Regions from separate parts of the Sus scrofa genome. Here region 2 is linked to region 1. A link is a contact called in public HiChIP or PLAC-seq data. All regions are on one chromosome and are shown on one strand. The core of a region is the stretch at or near the end of the contact, and the rest is flanking DNA. Distances in the headings are between cores, read along the strand shown.

Region 1 (4,541 bases), core at 1,105-3,604:
CCTCTCCCATGATATAACTACTTCACCAATATGAAAAATGTTTAATGATATCTAATCAAAAAAGTCTTAAGATAGAGTTCCCGTTGTGGCTCAGTGGATTAAGAACTGACTAGGATTGGTGAGGATGTGGGTTCAGTCCCTGCCCTCACTCGGGTTAAGGATTTGGTGTTGCTGCAAGCTGCAGTGTAGGTCACAGATGGGGCTCTGATCTGGTGTTACCTTGGTTGTGTCTGGCATCTGCAGCTCCCCTTCGACCCCCAACCTGGGAACTTCCATATGCTGCAGGTGAAGCATTAAAAAGAAAAAAAAAAAAAAAAAAAAAGTCTTAAGCAACTCCCATGTGCAGTTCATTATAATTTCCATAATGCGGTATTGCTGTAACTTGCAGGTTAAAAGTAATTGTCCCTATATCATTAAATGATTAAACAGATACATGTGAGTTACACATTAGAACAGAACTAAAACATTAAACAAGGACTGTTACTTTGTGCTTCAAACTATTGGCAAAAGAAACATTAAATCAATGAAGTAACATCTATGCTTATAAAACAGTTAATGGGGTGGGTCACTATGGCTCTTGTCAGTTTCCTAAACTGTAAAGAGTTACAGAACTACACTTTGGAAAAGGCCCAATATGTAAAAAGATAAATATATAAAAGTGAAGTTGTTCGAGTTAAATAGCAGTTGGAGAGCAAGCCCTGCTGGATTCCGGAGAGCTCTGGGACCCCTAAAGGTTCAGCAGAGCACTGTTAAATCAACCCTCTGACTCTTCAGAGCTCTTTGCACCTAAAAAGCAGTTGTGTTTAAAATCACAACGTGCAAGTTTGAAATGATTAAGCCTTTTTCCTCAAAATATTTTTAAATTTCTAATTTTCTTCAATAATGTCAAAATCATTTACTTTGAGAAAATAATAACATAGATTTTTTTACATTGCCCATACTCTTCCAATCACTTCACTTAAAATGCATTCGGCTCATTACACCAATCAGCAGGAAATTTAGGGTTGGGGTGGACAGGGCGAATAGCTTTCTTGGCTTGGACAACTTAAGTACGACCTTTGTAAATTTTTAAGTACCATGCGGTGCTTGAGGAAAAAAAAAGAAATACCTCAAGCGATGAAATTTTCAAAACATATCTAAAACCGCTGTTGGTAGAGGCCCTCCAGAGCCAGCAGTCTTTCAAGAAAATATTAAAAATCTACAAGCAGAAAAGTATCATACCTCGACCAAACTCTAGCATCAAGAACTTTTACTCACACAATTAACACGGTTTAAAAGACGAAAAGAAATCAGTACCATTTACTTCAATGAATTTGTTCAATGCTTTAGGAATGAATGAATTGGAGGTATCACTGACTTGAGTTCTAAAAAAGCCTCACTCTAAGCTCTACCCTCTATAAAACCTGAAGCAAAAACTCTCCAGAATTTGGTGTTTCAAGGCCAAGTCCGGTCCAAAGGAAGCTTCTCCTCTTCTTTCTCGCGGCCTCCCTCCAGGGGCTGGAGCCCGGGGTGGCCGGGCGGTTGGGGGCGCCGTACGCCCCCTCCCCGCTCAGGGAAAGTTCCGCGGGTTCATCTCCGGTCGGGGCAGGCCTGGCCCGCCGACGGCCCTACCCGGCCGAGCGGCCGCAAACACCCCGCCCGGCATCTGCACCCGGAGGGTCGCGCCCCCTCCCCGCGCAGCCGCCACAAACACCCCGCCCCCGCCTGCCCGCCACCGCCCTCGCAGAACGTTAACCCCTCGTAGTCCGCCGCCCGGCTCGGGGGAGGAGGCCGGGCCAGGGGGTGGAGTTGTCGCGTCTCCTCCCGGGAGCGCCCGGGCAGACGCCCGGCTTGTTTACAGGCCCCAGGCTTTAGGCCTGGCCGCTGCCGCGCAGGCCCGCGCCGCCCGCCCGCCCTCGGCCCCAGCGTCGCGCTTACCCGGAGCAGCCGCGGGCAGGCAGGTCCCTGGTCGGCCGAGGCTGCGGCGGCCGGGGAGGGGGCGGGAAGGGGGTCACCGCGGCGGCGGCCGGCCAGGTCAGGCCGGGGAGGGGGCGGAGGAGGGGAGGAGCCGGGCTGCGTCCGGGCCCCCGGCTCTCGGCGCCCTCGCGGCTCAGATCATCCGGGCGTTGGAGCGGGAGGCGGAGAGCGGGTCCCGGAGGAGGAGGAGGAAGAGCCGAAGATTCATCGCTTACGCACCCCACCTGCCTTAGCGCCCCCCCACCCCCCTCCCCAACCACCGGCTGCCGAGCTGCCGCTGCCGGAGCACCCGAAGCTGCGGGCCGGGCCAGTGCGGAGACCACAGCTCCCTCGCTCCCGCGCGCGCTCCCGCCCCTAGCGCCGCCGCCGCCGCCGCCGCCTCCAGCGCGTCCCCGCGCAGGCGCGCTCACGACGGTGCCGTACTACCCCTCCCCCACGCCTCCGCCTGCCACGCTCCGCCCCGTGGGCTCAGAGGCCCCTACAGCTGCGGCGCGGCGGAGCAGCTGGAGAGACCCGGATGTCGTTGGGCAGGAACTGCAGCGCGCGCTGGCTAACGGGGGAGGGGTGCAGGTGATGTCACTGCCCTACCCAGCTTCTCTCGTAGCAGTGGCCTCGCCGCCCGGCCCCTAGGCAGAGCCACAAACGAGCGTCCGAATCCCGGAACGGAACCGGGACATGGGGCTTCCTGCCCTGGCCCTGGGGACTGGACAGAGGTGTGACTGTATGAGCCTCAGGAATGGGGATACTCTCCGAGCCCGGACTCGGCATCCCCCCTAGGGCGTCCGCGCCTCCTTTCGCTGGGCTACCGTCTGTCTGCAGATAGATACCCCATTCCCGGGGAAGACGCAGTCTACAGAGGCCGAGGACCGACCTTGTGCTGTCGACTTCTCTCCCTTACAGTTGCGGCCTGATCGCGGCCTAGCTGCTGCGGCTCTAAGGCATGCTTGTTGTCAGGCCACCGCCAGATCCCTCTCCCTCAAGCCTCCACACTTCCGGAGCCATCCTTGCCCCAGCGACCTCGGGAGACCTACGCAGGTGCTCTAGCCACACATCTCGGGTCCCAAAGGGCAGCAACACTCTCACCCTACTACCACCCACCCACACGCGAGTGCCCCTGATACACGCACAAGGCACATGCTCTGAGTTTCTGGTGGTTTTTCGTCTGTAGCTCGTGGGGTTCCACATTGTATTTATTTGCACTTATTAGACAGTCACGTGATTCTGTCACAGGGGACATCCAACCACCTCCAGTGAGGTTAAAGGAACGAAGGATTTTTCAAAATCTGGAGGATTATCAAAAATGTGGCAGCTGCTGCTATGAAAATTTAGAGATCTGTTAAACCCAGTTGCACGTGCAGGTGGCCAGAATCCAGTTTAGCTAGCTAGACTGCAGACAACCCGACCCACGCCGTTTGCAGACGCCAGGGATACAATGACAAACCCTAGGCGGCCAATGAATCAGAACTGGAGAGCAGTACATCACCAGCAGGGTTTCCCATTGGCTGGGATGCTTTCCCTCTCTTGTCAGAGGTTTAACCTGCTCAGGGATTTGACTTATACCACATTTCCAGGCACAGAAGTTTAAAAGAAAAATCAGTGTTTAAAAAAGATGCTCTTGGGAGTTCCCTGGTGGCCTAGGGGTTAAGGATCGGGTGTTGTCACTGCTGTGGCACGGTTTTAATCCTTGGCCCAGGAACTCCTACATGCCTGTGGGCACTGCCAAAAAAAAAAAAAAAAAAAAAAGAAGAAGAAGAAAGATGCTGTGCTACATATACATAAAGAAAAACAAAATACTTCATTATAGGAGGCAGGTACTTTAAAAAGAGCAACCAGGAGTTCCCACTGTGGCACAATGAGACTGGGGCATCTCTGGAGTGCTGGGATGCAGGTTCCATCCCTGGCCAGGCCTAGTGGGTTAGGGATCAGGTGTTGCCACAGATGCCGTGTAGGTCACAACTGCCACTGGGATCTGATTCCCTCTCCAGGGAACTCCATGTGCTGCAGAGCAGCCAAAAAAGAAAAAAGAACACCTGAAGATGTTAGTCATAACGTGTTCCAGCTGATAAAAAAGTAGATTTGTGATAAGGCCTCTCCATTTTATCCTAAGAGCTTGTACCCTGCTACTTTGTATCTCCTAAAACCACTTTGTTGCTCCAACTCTTAGATCTAAAGCAACCTATTTATTCTGTCTCTGTCATTCAGCAAGCATTTAACTGCTTTTAAAACTGTAAATGCTATCTCATTTTTCCAACATGACTTTTTTGTGACGGTTCTGTTCCTTTCACTTTTAGACATGGGATCTAACAACAGGATCAAACAATATCACCAAAAGATCACTGGCAGGCTGCTTCTTCAAGGAACCCCCAAATCACCCAATATCTTGGAGGTTAGAATTTCTTAGAGTAAGATGAAGATGGATCATTTCCAGGTATATAAAGTAAAAATAAAGTTCACTTATGCATTTGGTCTCAGTATCATCTGATGACATATTTCCTATATTTCCTAATTCTCCCCATGCTTGCCAAAAAAAAAAAAAAAAAAAAAAGAAAGAAAGAAAAAGAAAGAAAGAAATGAAATTAGATCAA
Region 2 (3,971 bases), core at 1,100-3,599, 670 kb before region 1:
TTAAGGATCTGATTCAGGTGTTGCCGCAAGCTGCGGGTGTTTAGGTCGCAGAGGTGGCTCAGATCTGGTGTTGCTGTGGCTGTGGCATAGGCCAGCAGCTGCAGCTCTGATTTGACCCCTAACCTAGCAACTTCCATATGCTACAGGTATGGCAATAAAAATAGTTTTTTTAATTCAAAATAAGAGCAAAAATGAACCTAAATGAAACTCTCTACGTATCTTAAGTTTCCTAGAAAAAGAGGTCTGCTTCTGCTGACAAAACAAACTTGTTCATTCATTCTATTAAGCATGGTGCTAGATGCTAAGGATAAGGTATAGTCCTAAAGGATTTCAGAGTTTAGTGGGGAACCTAACTTGCAAACAAATTATTACAATATATTATAATTAAAGAACAAATATACAAATGGAATATGAGCTGAGACTTAAAAGATGAATAACTGAATATATGTCCAGCCTCAGAGGATGAAACAAGACTACTTAACAGTAAGAAGAAAGGAGTTGGGGAGAAATGAAAAGATTATGTCCTTTATTTGCACTCACAAAATTGCTATTTATTATTAATCTGCATGGCTGATAAACTCTGATTTACTTTGGCCAACTTAACACAACAAATAAGCCACTTCTTAAGGTTATAAATGTGTGGATCAAGTTTCCATTTTTTAAAATTAGCTACACTTTGGATAAAAAAAAATACAGGTTATGTAGCATCCCTCCAAGCTACAGACTAGCAGCAATATAAAAGTTAAGAAGAAAATGTTAAAAGCCCAGAAATAACTAGAAATTGTATAGTACCAGCTTCTGCAGCCTATCTCTTTGCTTATTTTGAACTATCAAAATTAAGGGGGGAAAAAAGTAATGGTAAAATAAGAAAATAACTCACCTAAATCCAAGAATGCCAGTGTGAGCCATAACATAAGCTAAGCCAAGGATGCCACTTCCCATGATGGCATTCATCAAATTAAACACTGAGAAACCAAATGAAACACCTGGGGATCCCTGTCTGTGAAGTTCCTGTAAGCACACAAATTTAATAGAGTCAAATGTTTGAATGGTGAGGTTCAAATTTCATCAAGAAATGACAGACAATGGAGGATATCTGCAAACCAGACACATGATGTGACATACCAGGGGCTCAACCAGCAACCCAGCACTGGTTTCCTTTCCTTCCCTCCTCACCTCCCCTTAGTGCAGCACCAGGAATTTGGTTTCCTAGGAAAATCAACTCCAAGCACAGAAACCAGGTCGGCTTCTGAAAAGTCATGACTAACCTTGTGACTGCAAAAGATGAAGATAGGGTAAAATGGGGGTGGGGACAGAGAGCAGGAACATGGCCCCAAGCTCACATGATTACTGAAGAATCCCTGAATCAGCATGGGGTTACTGTAGACTTCTGCTGCTCCTCAATGACTAGGACAGCAAAATTAATCTCTATTTATATACTTAATGAATTAAGTCTGCCCAACGGGAAGGATGGTCAGGAACACCTGACAATGATGATACAGTAAATAGCGATTCACGTTGCTCTGGCGAGGACACTATGGAATACTAAACAGTATGGAATACTAAAACAGTATTTGGGAACAAAGTCCTAGAAACTGACTTAAGTTAAAAGTTGAGTGCACAGGCTTTAGGGTCAAGGGAAGTACTATGTACCTACTATCAGGCCACCTCTACTCCTTCACCATTAAGGATCTCTGCATTAAGTTATTTACAGGTCCCCAGTGACTAAGCTGGGAAAAGAAAAATCTTGTGACTCTTGCACAAAGCTCAAACGACTGGTGAAGGAAACGAGAAGCCGAGAAACCAACAAAGATGCTAAAAAACAGCAGGGAGTTACATAATCCTGGGGCTACTCCTTTAAGTGGGGTCACCAGCCTCCAACTCGCCGCTGCACCTCTTCACCTGAGCCTGCACCTCTACTTCAGCTGTTCTTTCTAGCACAGGTTAGGCTCCTATGACACTCATTAAGTCCGCCAGATCTCGGAATCTCGGCTGCTGCCTTTGGGCCCCATGCCCTAAGCCTCTTCCTCCTCCCTTCGCCTTCCCCTTTCTTTTCTCCGTCGTATTTGGCAGGAACATCAGAAAAGTGCCGGGACTCGAGTTGTGCTAACTTACGTTGCTTAGCAACGGGCTTAACTCTTCCGCCTCTGCTTCTTCTATCTGCTGGGTAGAGACAAACCAGCCCGGCTCCGCACTGATGGTCCCCCACGGCGCCTCCATGCTGCTTGCTGGCCGACGACCCAGTCCATCTACCAGCTACCACCACTGCTCTCCCGGCCAGAGTCGCGCCAGAGGCGGGGCTGCATTCCCGGCCCTTCCGGGTGCCTATACCTCACTAGGGCGGGGAAGGAAGAAGGTAATCGACGCGATCTGATGACGCTCGCCCTTCGGCGACGAACATTGATGTTGTCATCGAGGGCCCGCCTCTCCGTCGGCGACCCATTTCCGAGCCGCAGCAGAGCATGAGGTGAGGGGTTGGTCTGGGAGGCAGCTGCTGAGCGACGCCGGTAAATGGGATGGTGACGTTGATGAGATGGTGGCCGCTACACCTTTGATATTTCGAAGGGGCTGAGGGCGTGTTGTCGGTACCGGTCAGCTCAGGGCGGCTTTCCGCTTTGCGCTGCCTAGGCGAGGTCACCCACCGCCCGGGTGCCCTGCCAAGCCTAGGTCTGAGTACAGTACCAGGGAGTGTGGAGTCTCTTTCATCTTTTCAAAAGCTTTCTGATAGAACTTTAGCCATATTTTTACACATGTAAAGCCGAGACTCACATCAAGTAATTTACCCAAAGTAAATTACACATCTGTTTACCTGCTAGACCCAATTTGAACCCTGGCTATAAATTTTGACAGTTGCTTTATAGGGTTACCAGACGGGACCCTTTCCTTTTACAGTTACTTCTTCGGTAACAAAATGAATAACTGATACTGTTAATGGAATATGAGTATAACACTTAACAGGCCTCATCCTCAAAATACTGAAACCTCTAGTTATGGGCAGGAGTTGTGGCAGTAAAACTTCGAAGACAACATAGAAGTATATTAAGAATACCAGGCCCTGGAATTTAATCCTTGCTCAGCCACTTGGCAGGAACGGGAATTTGGGCCAATTAACCTACCCTTGAGCTTTAGTTTACTCATTTACAAAATGAGAATGTGATACCACGCACACCTCTCAAGGATTGATAATGTATGTAAAGCACCTGACCTAATAGGAATCCACAAGAATTTCCTTTTAAATATTGCCATTGGTAAGGTCATAAATATTGTGACCATTTCATTTAGTGGTGATTCTTAAACTTCAGCCTTCCAATCCCAAACATGTTCTATAGAAAATTGTGGTTGGGAAGGTCCATTGACTGAACGAAGGGTGATGGATCACAAAGCCCTAGTCCTGGCAACACATGGGTAGAAGGTGCACTTTTATTATTTACCACCATTAAAGGTCATCCTGTCCTGGAAATGATAGTATTCTTCTCACACACCACTAAAAGTTTTAATCATCAGCATTCACCCATTATTTAAAACAATTTAAAATTTTATTCCCCAAACTTATTGTGAACATGTTAAGTTAGTGTGTAGCTTTATGGTATTTGTTTTAAAAAATACTTTTTTTTTAGGATCTTATGGAGGCCATTTGGATTTGGATTCTCAAGAAGACATCTCAAAGTGGAAAGCTGTGGAATAACTGAATCAGAATCATCGATTCCACTAGCTTGGGTGTCATTGATACAGAAACCTAACAGGACACCTGATATTTTCTCGTTGGATCAAAGAAAAAGATTCTCAACCATGCCTGAAATAGAAACAAATCGGAGAGACTCTGAATTGTTTTCACCACCCTCTGATGTTCGAGGAATGACAAAACTCGATAGAGCAGCTTTTAAAAAAACAGTCACCATCCCAGTGCTTAAAGTGAGGAAAGAAATAGTCAATAAATTGATGCGGTCCCTTAAAAAGGCAGCACTGCAGCG

The links. HiChIP or PLAC-seq counts read pairs in DNA pulled down with a chosen protein or histone mark.
Region 2: a contact with region 1 is called in an H3K27ac HiChIP or PLAC-seq map of alveolar macrophages. The contact joins the promoter of TRMT5 here to the promoter of PPM1A in region 1. A contact is called at or near these places in 1 of 5 promoter capture datasets (liver), 1 of 47 Hi-C or Micro-C datasets (embryonic fibroblasts) and 1 of 2 datasets of contacts at active chromatin or transcription factors (alveolar macrophages).

What each region holds. Positions count from the first base shown.
Region 1 is chr1:189,246,787-189,251,327 of Sscrofa11.1, reverse strand. It overlaps PPM1A (protein phosphatase 1A), which reads right to left and starts at 2,354. Exons shown (of 6, transcript XM_021062341.1): 1 at 1,918-2,354. It overlaps LOC110259569 (basic proline-rich protein-like), which reads left to right and starts at 365. Exons shown (of 5, transcript XM_021085056.1): 1 at 365-369; 2 at 1,424-1,840; 3 at 1,875-2,526; 4 at 2,857-2,991; 5 at 4,248-4,501. The coding sequence starts at 365. The coding sequence ends at 4,367.
Region 2 is chr1:189,921,686-189,925,656 of Sscrofa11.1, reverse strand. It overlaps TRMT5 (tRNA (guanine(37)-N1)-methyltransferase), which reads left to right and starts at 2,349. Exons shown (of 5, transcript XM_003121846.4): 1 at 2,349-2,467; 2 at 3,618-3,971. The coding sequence starts at 2,463. It overlaps SLC38A6 (solute carrier family 38 member 6), which reads right to left and starts at 2,272. Exons shown (of 16, transcript NM_001267849.1): 1 at 2,116-2,272; 2 at 881-1,011. The coding sequence starts at 2,220.